Regions from separate parts of the Arachis hypogaea genome. Here region 1 is linked to region 2. The links are chromatin contacts, called in public Hi-C maps. All regions are on one chromosome and are shown on one strand. Each heading gives the region's core, a stretch centred on a gene start, on an enhancer-like site or on the middle of the called end of the contact. The rest is flanking DNA. Distances are from core to core; before and after follow the strand shown.

Region 1 (5,512 bases), core at 2,919-5,418, 170 kb before region 2:
AATGCAAGCTTCTTTCTGTGGCCTGGTGGCCTCCTCCACTTTTGGTCTAGTCTGTTTCAATATTTGTTTTGTATAGTGTATTTCAAGTGTTCAGCCTTCCTGGTAGTAACAAGTATACTTCTGCAGCTGAGTTAGTGTGATATCGTATTTGATAGAAGATCTTCTATCTTTCTTTCTTCGGCACTTTTATGTCTGATTCATGTGAAATCATGACAAAATGTCTAAAATCTGCTCTCGAAGCTATTGGAAAAAGATAATATTGAAAATTGTGATTGCTAACTAATCTTCGACTGTCATAACTTTATGATTTACACTAGATAACCTATTCATCTTTTTTTCATTTGATTGAGTAAAACGCAGTCAAATTCAATCTTGGTATATTTAATTTTCTTGCTTTATGTACGAAAAATTAAGTAACCTGTTGGTTTTGTTGAATGCGCCCTTAGTTTATGATTCAGTTGAGCTCAATGAATAGGGTTCATGATCATGATTGTATTAGAGGAACTCGGGTTCATGATTTGCATGTGGGACTTCTTGGTTTGTTCTTTAGTCAATCTTTGCTTGTCATAAACTCGGAAACCAATACTTCATGTTACTAATTTCACTTTTTTGTAATGTAGGATCCGCAAGATCGTTGGCTGCAAGATGATATAGTCATTCTGTGTTAACACCAATTTTGCTGTTAGACCCATGTCAGCAATGATTAGTAACGAGTTTCAAACTACTGGATTTATATATTTTTGTTGGTCATTTTGCGTGGAATTTGGAGACTAATTGCTTTTTACGCCCATCTATATACATGCACAAAAAAAATGAGACATGCTAACGTTACTCGAAATATAATGCTCTTTATTATTGATTTAAGGGTGAATACATTCTCCCTTTTTAGCTTTATAGAATGGCCAATGCTAGCGTGAGGAAGTGATAATTTTTCCTCAGGTGAGGAAATTGCGTGGTATAGCTTATTGTGTGACATGTCAGTTTGCGTGACTCAGACATTGTCTGCTGCCGGTGACTGACAACGGAAAGAGAGAAAGAGGGGGGGGGGGTTGTCTGGGGTGGGTTAATTAGGGAGTAGCTAATATTTATCATGCTTCACTTTGGGAGCTTTCTTCTGAGCATAACCCATCTTATACTTGGCGTAGTATTGAAAAAGTTAGCAGATGACTTAAAAAAGGGTATTCTTGGTGTATTGGATCATTGGACCAATCTTTCTGGTTCGACAAATGAAAACAAGAGGACTTTTTGGCAGTGAATGTTCCTTATGTTCATATAGTGATTCGAATTTCAAGGTGCAAGATGTTTGGAGGGATGGCAGGTGGTGTTTAAAGAAGTGTTATTCCTCTATTCCTGATAATGTGCGGGTTGAGTTTAGCAGATACAATTCTATTGCTAGTTGGATATGGGGATATTCTAACTTTTATACAGCCAAGAATGGTATGATTGGGTTGCACAAAGGATTTTTAAATGGCAACATAACAATAATTGGCAGTGGGTATGGAGATTAAAAATTTCGAAAAAGATCAAATTTCTTGTGTGGCTTGCTCTTCATAAGGCTTTGTCTACTGCATCTTTATGAGCTAAAAGAGATCTTACTAATTCTGAAATTTGTCCTCGATGCTACAATTGAGTGGAGTTTGTTTTTCATTGTTTGCGTGACCGCTGGCTAAAAATATGTGGCATAGTGGAGTTTGTTTTTCATTGTTTGCGTGACCGCTGGCTAAAAATATGTGGCATAGGATTGGTTTGTTTTAAATGTTAAGAAGGATAATTTCCTTTTCTTGTCTGCTATGTGGTGGATTTTGCGAAGCCGGAACAATGACATTTTCAATTATGATCAACTTTGGTCTCCAACTAAACTTCAAATCCTTATATATAATTTTTGTCAAGATTTCAACAAATCAGTTCCCCTCCTTTTTTGTTGATTGATTGGGTAGTTCCACCAGTGAATAAGTTCAAGATAAACTATGATGCTGATTTTATGGGAGATATTGGGAATTAAGCTTCAAAGTGGTCTCTGAAGTTGCACACGAACCTCATAGTAGTCCCTGAACTTAAAAGTTACCCATATTCATCTTTGAAGTTGCACTCTGGGACTCAGACTCGTCCTTCTGGCACATTTCGTCCTTCCGGCACATTTCGTTCATCTGGCGCTACCGAAAAGCTGAGTTGGCCTCCTTCGTGACACGTTGGCAAAGAAACGGCTAGCTGACATGGTAGAGTAAACTGTTCTGATTCAATTTAGTCCCTCAATTCAAGTTTTTAACCCTAATCCCCAATTTTAAAGAACCATCTCCACAATGTTCACGACTCTTCTCTTCGATTCGATTCTCTTCTTTTGTCTTCTCCATCTTCTCTTATCAAATAGTTCAAAGCATGGATAGCCATCACCACAAATGCTGCATATAAGTACTCTTACTACGTCATTTTTTGAATTGGATACCATTATAAGCCCCTAAATAAAAAAAAAAGAGCATTTTTTATGAATAGAAAGAGTGTATCTACCAACTAGCAACTTCCATGAGCTTCAAATGCCCTTCGTGTAATAGATTAAAAGAACCGGGTAGAATTATTTTTCTTTCTGCTGGTATCTCTGAAAGCAAAAGATTAAAAAAATAACCAATAAAAGGTGAATATAATTGTAACTGCATTAATGTTGGTACACCTGAAACATTTAACCGTACCACTTGAAAATGGATAGATTTTAAAGCCTATTTGACAAAGTTGTTCTAACTCTTGCTCTTCATTGAATTGCTTTTCACATTCTTCAGTTACAACTGATTCACTGAAATCAAGGATAGAGGTCGTTGGAACTTTGCATGCCTTTGAAATGGAAATGGATCCTCTTTCAGTTTTTTTAACACTTGACAGAATCCAGTATGGATATTTCACCTTTGATTCTATAAGTGAGACCAAAAATAAATAAGAGAGAGAGAGAGTAATGAATGGTTAGATTAAATACTGCACACCATTCAATTTTTTTTTTTTTCATTGGAGAGGATCCACTCCCCTTTGCAATAGCCTAGAAACAAAACAGAAGATTAAAAAAACCGACTAAAAAAAATTAAGACAAATCTAGACACCAAAATTCTTATGCATAACCTCAAAAAGTAAGAACAATAAAAATGAATAAAAGAAAATAAACAACTCATAACTGCAAATAAATAACAATAAAAATGACAACTTTTCTTCACACCTGTAACACACCTTGAGCAAAAGTTGACTGGAAACTCTGTCCTCCTCTTCTTCTCTAGTATGAAGTCCCTAAATTAGAAAGTTTGCAAAGTGAATCAATCTAAATCAGCACTTGAACCACGTGATTATCACATGTTTATATTATGTTAAGACCCATCATAGAGAACAAAGATGAGGGTATAGGTAACAATACCTTAGTAAGGGTCACTCCTGAAATCCAAAGTCGGTCAGCGGTTCTTGTCGACATATAAAATCTAGAAATGAACATAAAAGGCGGAGTTCAGATGGTACTAGTCCTCCAGTTAGGTGATAGCAAGCTAAAGTGGTCTAATAATAAGCCTAATGTGGTAGAACATAAACTTTGTATCATTGTTCATGTGTTAATATCAAACCAAGTTGGTGCTTTATTAACTAATTTCTGTTGTAGTAGATAATAGTATTTTGCATATTGTTGAACTTGTGCAGTCTACTACTGGCTTGAAAAGTGAGAACTAAACTTCAATATTCAATTGCTTCCAAAAGGTTCCAGCAGCTTCTCTTCTGGGTTAGTTTCATTACACTATTACAGTAGGTTGTGTGTTGCATAATTCAGTTTATTGGCATAAACAAGATAAAAGAACCATTCAGGAGGTGCATACAGATATAGTGATGTTGATAAGACTTTTGTAGATGGTATATAAAACTAGATAATACCTGTGCTCTCCAAGTTTAGAACGAGTGGTAGCCAAAGAACCAGTGAATCCCACACCAACAACAGGGGATCCTAATCACCAACAAGTAAATGCATAATACATTAGTTCATAACTGTAAGAAACATTTCATCGAATTCTGCCACAAACACTATAATTATCAGATAAGTGATTAAAAAAACGTGGCTTGGAAGAGCACGATTGTAAGCCAACAAAGCTATATCTTCAGCAGTCTGTTGACTGTAAAACCGAAGAGAAGAGAAGAGTGTGAGCATTGTGGAGATGGTTCTTTAAAATTGGGGATTATGATTTTTAACTTGAATTGAGGGACTAAATTGAATCAGAACAGTTTACTCTGTCACGTTAGCTAGTCATTTTTTGGCCAACGTGTCATGAAGGAGGCCAACTCAGCTTTCCGGTAGTGCCAGATGGATGGAATGTGCCGGAAGGACGAGTCTGAGTCTCGGAGTACAACCTTAGAGATGAATATGGGTAATTTTTAAGTTCAGAGACTACTATGAGGCTCGAATGCAACTTCAGGACTACTTTAAAACTTAACTCAAGATATTGGTTCATCGGGTTTTGGTTGTATCATCAGAAACTCAGTTGGCGAGTGGGTGAAATGTTGTGTTGGTCCTCTTTCATTTAGTTTAGTTCTTAAAGGGGAACTTTTTGCTATTTGGCGGGATTTGACTATGGTTTGGGAGATAGGTCTTTGTGATGTTATTTGTGAAATGGATTGTCTGGATACTGTTCTTATACAAGCTACAAATACCTCCGTTCATGCCTTGGATAAATATATTATGGGTAAAGTACTAAATTAGTTTTCTATGTTTGGACGTAATCCTGTTTTGGTCTTTAAGGTTTCATTTAATTTCAATTTAGTCCCACCTGAGATAAAAAATAATTAATGGAATGTCCTACATGACCGTAGTACAAGAACAAGGTCAATAATTTGGAGAACAAGTATAAGATCCAAAGACACAAAATCAACTGTGGATGCATTAATACATTTATTTACCATTCTCCTTAGTTCTATAAAAAATATTTCATTTAAATATTTCAAAACGTGAATCTCCCATCTCTATTAATATATAAATCGTCTCAAGGCTTTACTTTTGATAATATGTAAATCATCGCATCCTAGGACGATTTATGCATTAAATTTATTTTAGAAATGCACATAAATTATTCTAGTGCTTTGATCTTTTCAAATTGAATATAACTCGTCCAAGGAAGCATGGTTTATAATGTTTTTCATCTAAAGCAATGTAAGATAACACGATTTATGTGCAAAAGAGTAACTCACAGTATCCTACCACAATTTACGTGCAAATGAGATAGCTCATAATACCTTAACATGGTTTATAGTGTTTATAATTTTTTTTTAACCTATTTTTTTGGTTAAATTTTAAGCTAATCCATTTTAAACAAAATTTTAAGCTAATCTATTTTAAACAAAATTTGTAAACATAAAAGAGACAGAGAATAATGTAAGATAAACTTAAATAAGTATAATTTCTTTAATTTGATAAAGAAAAATATTGTATTTTTTTATTTAAGTCTTATACAAAATTTTTAAATTTTTTTTGTCACTTATTTTTTATTAAATTTTAAGCTAATTCATT
Region 2 (5,772 bases), core at 2,731-5,230:
ATAGTTTCATCAAAATTTTAATTAGGTCCCTATACTTTTTTTTCTTTTCAATTAAGTCCCTATACTATTTTTAATTTTGTAATTATGTCATTTTCACGTGAAAAATATTAAAATTAATAGAATATTTATCTCAAAAAATATGTGGTCAAAAATCTAATTAGGTTCTTAATTATGGGTACTTTCAATTTGCGGAGAAATATTTAGTTAACTTTAACAATTTTTACACTAGAAATGATTTAATTACAAAATTAAAAATAATGTAAGAACCCAATTGAAAGGAAAAAAATATATAAGAACCTAATTGCAAATTTGGTGAAACTATAGAAATCAATAGGATAATTAAACTTTTTTTAACAACCAACTCGTATTCTCATTGTTATATTAATTAAAAATAAATAATTAAAAATAAATATATAATTAATTAATAAAAATTATATATTTATAAAAAGTATTTAGTTAACTAGTATTATTACAAAAAATGATAGACAACTTTCATAAATTTTTTATTATTTTTAAGATTTGAAATCAAATATCTTATTTAAATTATAAACAACTTGCTATTTCAATTAATTTTATTTTTATTATTTTTATAACATTTAATAAATAAACAAGTGAATCAATATTGACACACTAGTTAAAAAATATTATTTGGTATGTAAGATCCAAGTCTTAGCTTTTTTTTTTCTTTTGTCACTAAGCCTCGTACAGCTGTAGCAAGTCTTCTTGCAAGTCTTCTTCTACTGTTGGACTCGTTAGATTTATGTCCAGTTTGGATAACCAACTTAATTAAGTTTCTTTTGATAAAATAACTTAAACAATAAATGACTTTGTTAAAAGTAATTTATAATAAATTATTTTGTGTTTGGATTTTTAACTCTAAAAGTGCTTATTTTATAGAAATGTGATGAAAAGTAGAAGTATTATGAGAAAAGTCATTTTTTTTTTAACTTCTCTATAAACTCCTAAATAACTTCTTAAAAAGTTGCAATTTGATTTTAAAAATTACACTAGACATTAATACTAGTACTTTTCATAAGTCAAAAATTAAAAAAAAATACTTCTAAAGTTTCCAGACGGGCCCTTATTAATTTGGACTGATAGGTGAAGAATTACTCCTTGATTATGACTTTGTTTTAAACTTTAAAATCATGATCTTAACCAAACAAAAAAAAATTAATCATGACAAAAAAAGAACCAAATTATGGGGAGACGAGAATAGCCATTTAAGTATGAAACAATGTGGCACAAGAAGCAAAGTACCGGTTAAATGGAGACCTCTACCACAGAGCTGGCTCAAGTTGAATACAGATGCGGTCTTCTCAAACGTAACCAAAACAGGTGCAGCAGCTGCAGTGATCAGAGACCACCAAGAAAACGTTCTAGGAAGAACAGTTAACAAAATCACAGCTCAATCAACGTTGTCAGCAGAAGCACAAGCGATTAGAGAAGCTATAATCCTGGCCAATAACCTAGGAATTCAAAAGGTTACCATTAAATCAAACAATCAAGTGCTAGTTCAAACTCTCAAAACAGGAAGTATAATCTGGGAGGTAGACCCAATAATCCAGGACATCAGAACAATCCAAAGAAAAAAGGTCAAATTGCGGTTTTACCTGGATGCCTCGTGACAGAAACAAGCTGGCGCACACATTGGCACAGTTAAATTACCAGAACCAGCTTCTCAATTCATGGACTACTAATCCCCAAGCTCAGGTAGCAGACATTATCAAAAAGGAGAGGTCGGGGATCCCCCATTTTAGTCCCGTCCAATCCTTTTGAGTGCAACCCAGCGATGGGTTCAAAAGCCAAAGACCAGAGTTGGAAACAAAGTTCTCCAGTCGCATCGTTCTGTAATCAAGGATGGAACTCGCAGCCATGAGCCTGTAATGCTCATCCGTGGGATTAGATTGTCATTGGAACCTGAGAATCCTTGTACCTAACCAAAGCAATGCATCACTTTTGGAATTGCATCCTTCTCCCTGACAGGCGAGCCATCTCCTTCATCTTGCACAGCAGTAGCCAAAGTAGCATTGATTCACCATTGGTACCATTTCGGAATCAGCTATAGAAAGAGAATGAAAGAATTTGGGGAGTGAGCGTAGTTGATGCGGGAAGCACATATTGAAAATTGAATGGAATTGGGCATAGTTGCATGGGGGGCACAATTTGAAAATGATCAAAGCTAACAGGGAGACATAATTTGTTTGAGGGAGAGCGGGTTTGGGTGGGTATTGGGTTTGGTTCCTCTCGGGTTGCGCGGTTCTCACCAAGTCCAAAAAAAAAAAGCATGAAACAATGTGGAGTATCCACCTTGAGTTTGAAACTTTTTGTCAAGATGAACTAGAATGATCAGGGCCAATTGGGACCAACCTTAAAGGATGTTGCTAGCAAGCTCTTAAAGTGGAATAGAGACGTTTTTAGCCACATCGAAAAGACTAAAATTAGGCTTCTAAACAAAATAGGATAAATATAAAGATCACCCAACTATGGTTCAAATCGCCATCTTGACAAACTAGAGAAGAACCTTAATAAGGAGTTACAGAAAATCTTAAACAAGGAGGAGGTTATGTGGATGCAAAAGCCTCGAAAGGTTTGAATTGTTAAGGAAGATCGGAGTACTTGATATTAGCACACCAAAACAATCACTACAAGAAGAAAGAATTGCATTATAAAGTTGAAAGGCCTCTTGGGAGAGTGGATAGAAGATGAAGCAGAATTAGCGAAACATAGAGTAGAATTTTACAACAATCTCTATGAGGAAGAGGGAAGCATCTATGATTAAATCAACACACGCAACAATACCCTCCTATCAATGCAGAAAAATATATTAGCTCTACCATTCCAATAGAGAGTGGGATTAAGCGAGCCAAATTCAACATAGATTCCCTAAAGGATCCTAGGCCAAATGGGTTTCTGTCCTTGTTCTACAAAGATAACTGGAAGACTATTAAAGGGAGTGTTATTCACTAATGAGAAAAGTTTGGTTGGATCCTAATCTGATTGAACATATAAATAAGACTTTGATCGCCCTCATACCCAAAATATAGATGCCAGAGCACATATCTCAATTTTGTCCTATTGCATTGTGCAATGTTTGCTACAAATGCATGACTCAAATCTTAGTAGAAAGAATAAAGCTAGCTTTAGAGAACCGGATCATCCCTTATCAATCTAGTTTTGTACCTAGTCGAAGAATCCAAGATAACATTCTTATTGCAAAAGAGATCACACATATAACGAAGAAAGTCAGGAAAAAAGAGGTTTTATGGCAATAAAATACGATTTCAAAAAAGCATATGATAGTCTAAGATGAGAGTTTTTTCAGGATTGTCTTAAAGAGTTTGGGATTCTAGACTATCTCAGCAAGATCCTTATGACTTGTATCTCTATAGTCACTTATAATGTTCTTTGGAATGGAACAAAAACAAATGATTTTACTCCTTCAAGAGATATTAGACAAGAGGAACCAATATCCCCTTACCTCTTTGTCATAGTTATGGACAAGCTCTTTCAAGCTATAAAGGACAGCGTGGAGGAGCTAAGATGGAAGCCTATCAGAGTTGGTCAGAATAGACTAGCCATTTTACACCTCCTTTTCGCTGATGATTAATTGATTTTACGGAGGTTAACATGGAACAGATGGAGAACATAGAGAGAACTATAGATTGATTTTGCAGTGCATCAGGACTAAAAATTAGCGAGGCCAAAAATCACCATTGTTTTCTCGAACAATGTCAAAAGAAAATAAAGGAAAACTATTAAAAGAAAATGCCATTTTCAAGAGCAGCAATGTCTAAGGAGATACCTAGGAGTCAAACTCACAAACCAAAGGAAGGGCAAGAAAAGTTCAAAAATGTTTTGGATCGAGTCAAAGAAATTGCAAGGGTGGAAAGCTCAATGCCTTTCATTGGTTGGGAGAGTTACCCTAGCCAAATCAGTCTTGAGTTCTATAGTGAACTTTGAAATGCAACATTCCAAGGTGCATAACGGGATTTGCAAGGAGATAGAGAAATTACAGCAAAAATTCATATGGAGAGAAATGTAAGAGCAGAGAAAATTTCTTCACATCAGTTGGAAAACATTATGCCTCCCCAAAGAACAAGGACGACTGGGGTGCAGAAAATTACAAGTTGTTAATGAAGCTTTCCTCCTAAAAATTCACTAGAGACTAAGGATGGAGACTAAATCATTATAGGTTCAAGTCTTTTTTCATAAGTACAATAAAGGGGAGCCATTAAGGTAGGATATGGTCAGCAAAAGATCGAACTCAGCTCTATGAAAGAAACTTGCTAAATACAAAGGAAATTGGATGAGAAAATTGGGTAGGCCTTAGACATTGGGGAGCAAATTATCTTTTGGAAGGATGAGTGGATGAAAGGAGATGGAAGCTTATAAAGCTTGCAATAGTAACAGTTTCAGATACAGAGAAAAATCTCTCAGCAATACAATTTGTAAATAACTTAAGTGAATGGAATTTAAATCTACTCAACAAATATCTCCCTAAACAAATCGTTGAAACTCTAAACATCAGACCTGCTCCTCCTCTACTATGTTACATCTGTGGTTTTCAACTTCAGGCTTCAATTTTCTCAAGTATACAATACTGTTTATGGTTATCCTTTCAAAACTTGGCCATTGTGATTTTTGACTAATCTTCTTCCTTTCCCTTGTGATACTTTGATAGGTCCATGCTCATAAAAATCCAATGGCAGAAGATGTGGACTATTTTGCTGTTGCTAGGAGGAATGATGGCATAGTCGGTGCAGAGTTAGCTAACATAGTTGAGGTTGCTGCCATCAACATGATGCGGGATTCAAGGACTGAGGTAATATCTCCTATTGAAAAGGATTTAATACTCAGACCACCAATTGTAGCTTGCATACTTTTATTTACTACTTTTCATTGTGGCAGATTACTACTGATGACTTGTTACAAGCTGCACAAATGGAAGAAAGAGGAATGCTGGATAAAAAGGAGAGAAGCATGGAGACTTGGAAGCAAGTAGCTATTAATGAGGCTGCAATGGTTGTCATAGCTGTGAACTTCCCTGATCTTAAAAATATCGAGTTTGTATGGAATTTACACTATATCCACTTTGTAATTGACATAATCTCACCTTATCTGATTGATTGTTGGTAGAAAAAATTGACATTTTAGCTTTATGTTGCTTTTGATGCAGGTCACAATTGCTCCCAGAGCTGGTAGGGAATTAGGTTATGTGCGGGTGAAGATGGATCCTATCAAATTTAACGAAGGAATGCTCACGTATGGATTCTTTGCTTAGACCAATTAAACTGCATTACATTGCACTTTTACAGAATTGTGTTTAGAGCCTTTCATTGTTTCTCTAATTTGTAACTACTAATGTCATGCAGTCAATAATCTGTCCTAGATCATATTACCGTTCAACTAGCTTCCCGTGCAGCTGATGAAATTTGGTTTGGGAGTGATCAAATAAGATAAAATTTCCACTTGCTTTCCTTAAGTTTCCTCACTCCTTTTTATTTGCTTCATTGGTTCTTTTTGGTTGCTGTTTTAACTTGTTTTACAATATTTCAGTTGAGTACGATATGGGCCGAAACTGCAGACAAAGCGAGGTCTGCAGCAAGGATATTTGTTCTTGGTGGGCTTTCAGAGAAGCACCATGGAATTACCAATTTCTGGGTGGCAGACCGAATAAACGTATGGGTTCTCTCTCTCAAGATTTCTTTCATCTGGTGTACTTGCATGGCTCCATAAAACCAATACCTCCCAGCATTCTTGACCTTAGAG

Evidence for each region. Hi-C and Micro-C count contacts between places; a contact is called where the count stands out from the background.
Region 1: a Hi-C map of an unstated tissue shows a contact between it and region 2, with 4 times the contacts expected there. The contact joins the promoter of LOC112754228 here to the promoter of LOC140179723 in region 2. A contact is called at or near these places in 3 of 8 Hi-C or Micro-C datasets (leaf and an unstated tissue).

Annotation. Positions count from the first base shown.
Region 1 is chr16:28,322,959-28,328,470 of arahy.Tifrunner.gnm2.J5K5, reverse strand. LOC112754228 reads right to left here and starts at 4,168. Exons shown (of 6, transcript XM_072220147.1): 1 at 3,889-4,168; 2 at 3,389-3,449; 3 at 3,197-3,264; 4 at 2,685-2,785; 5 at 2,506-2,593; 6 at 1,797-2,399. The coding sequence starts at 3,442. The coding sequence ends at 2,282. LOC112758773 (probable inactive histone-lysine N-methyltransferase SUVR2) reads left to right here. Exons shown (of 12, transcript XM_025807517.3): 12 at 621-871. The coding sequence ends at 649.
Region 2 is chr16:28,152,046-28,157,817 of arahy.Tifrunner.gnm2.J5K5, reverse strand. It overlaps LOC140179723 (probable inactive ATP-dependent zinc metalloprotease FTSHI 2, chloroplastic), which reads left to right and starts at 3,980. Exons shown (of 6, transcript XR_011873545.1): 1 at 3,980-4,593; 2 at 4,685-4,825; 3 at 4,912-5,070; 4 at 5,180-5,682.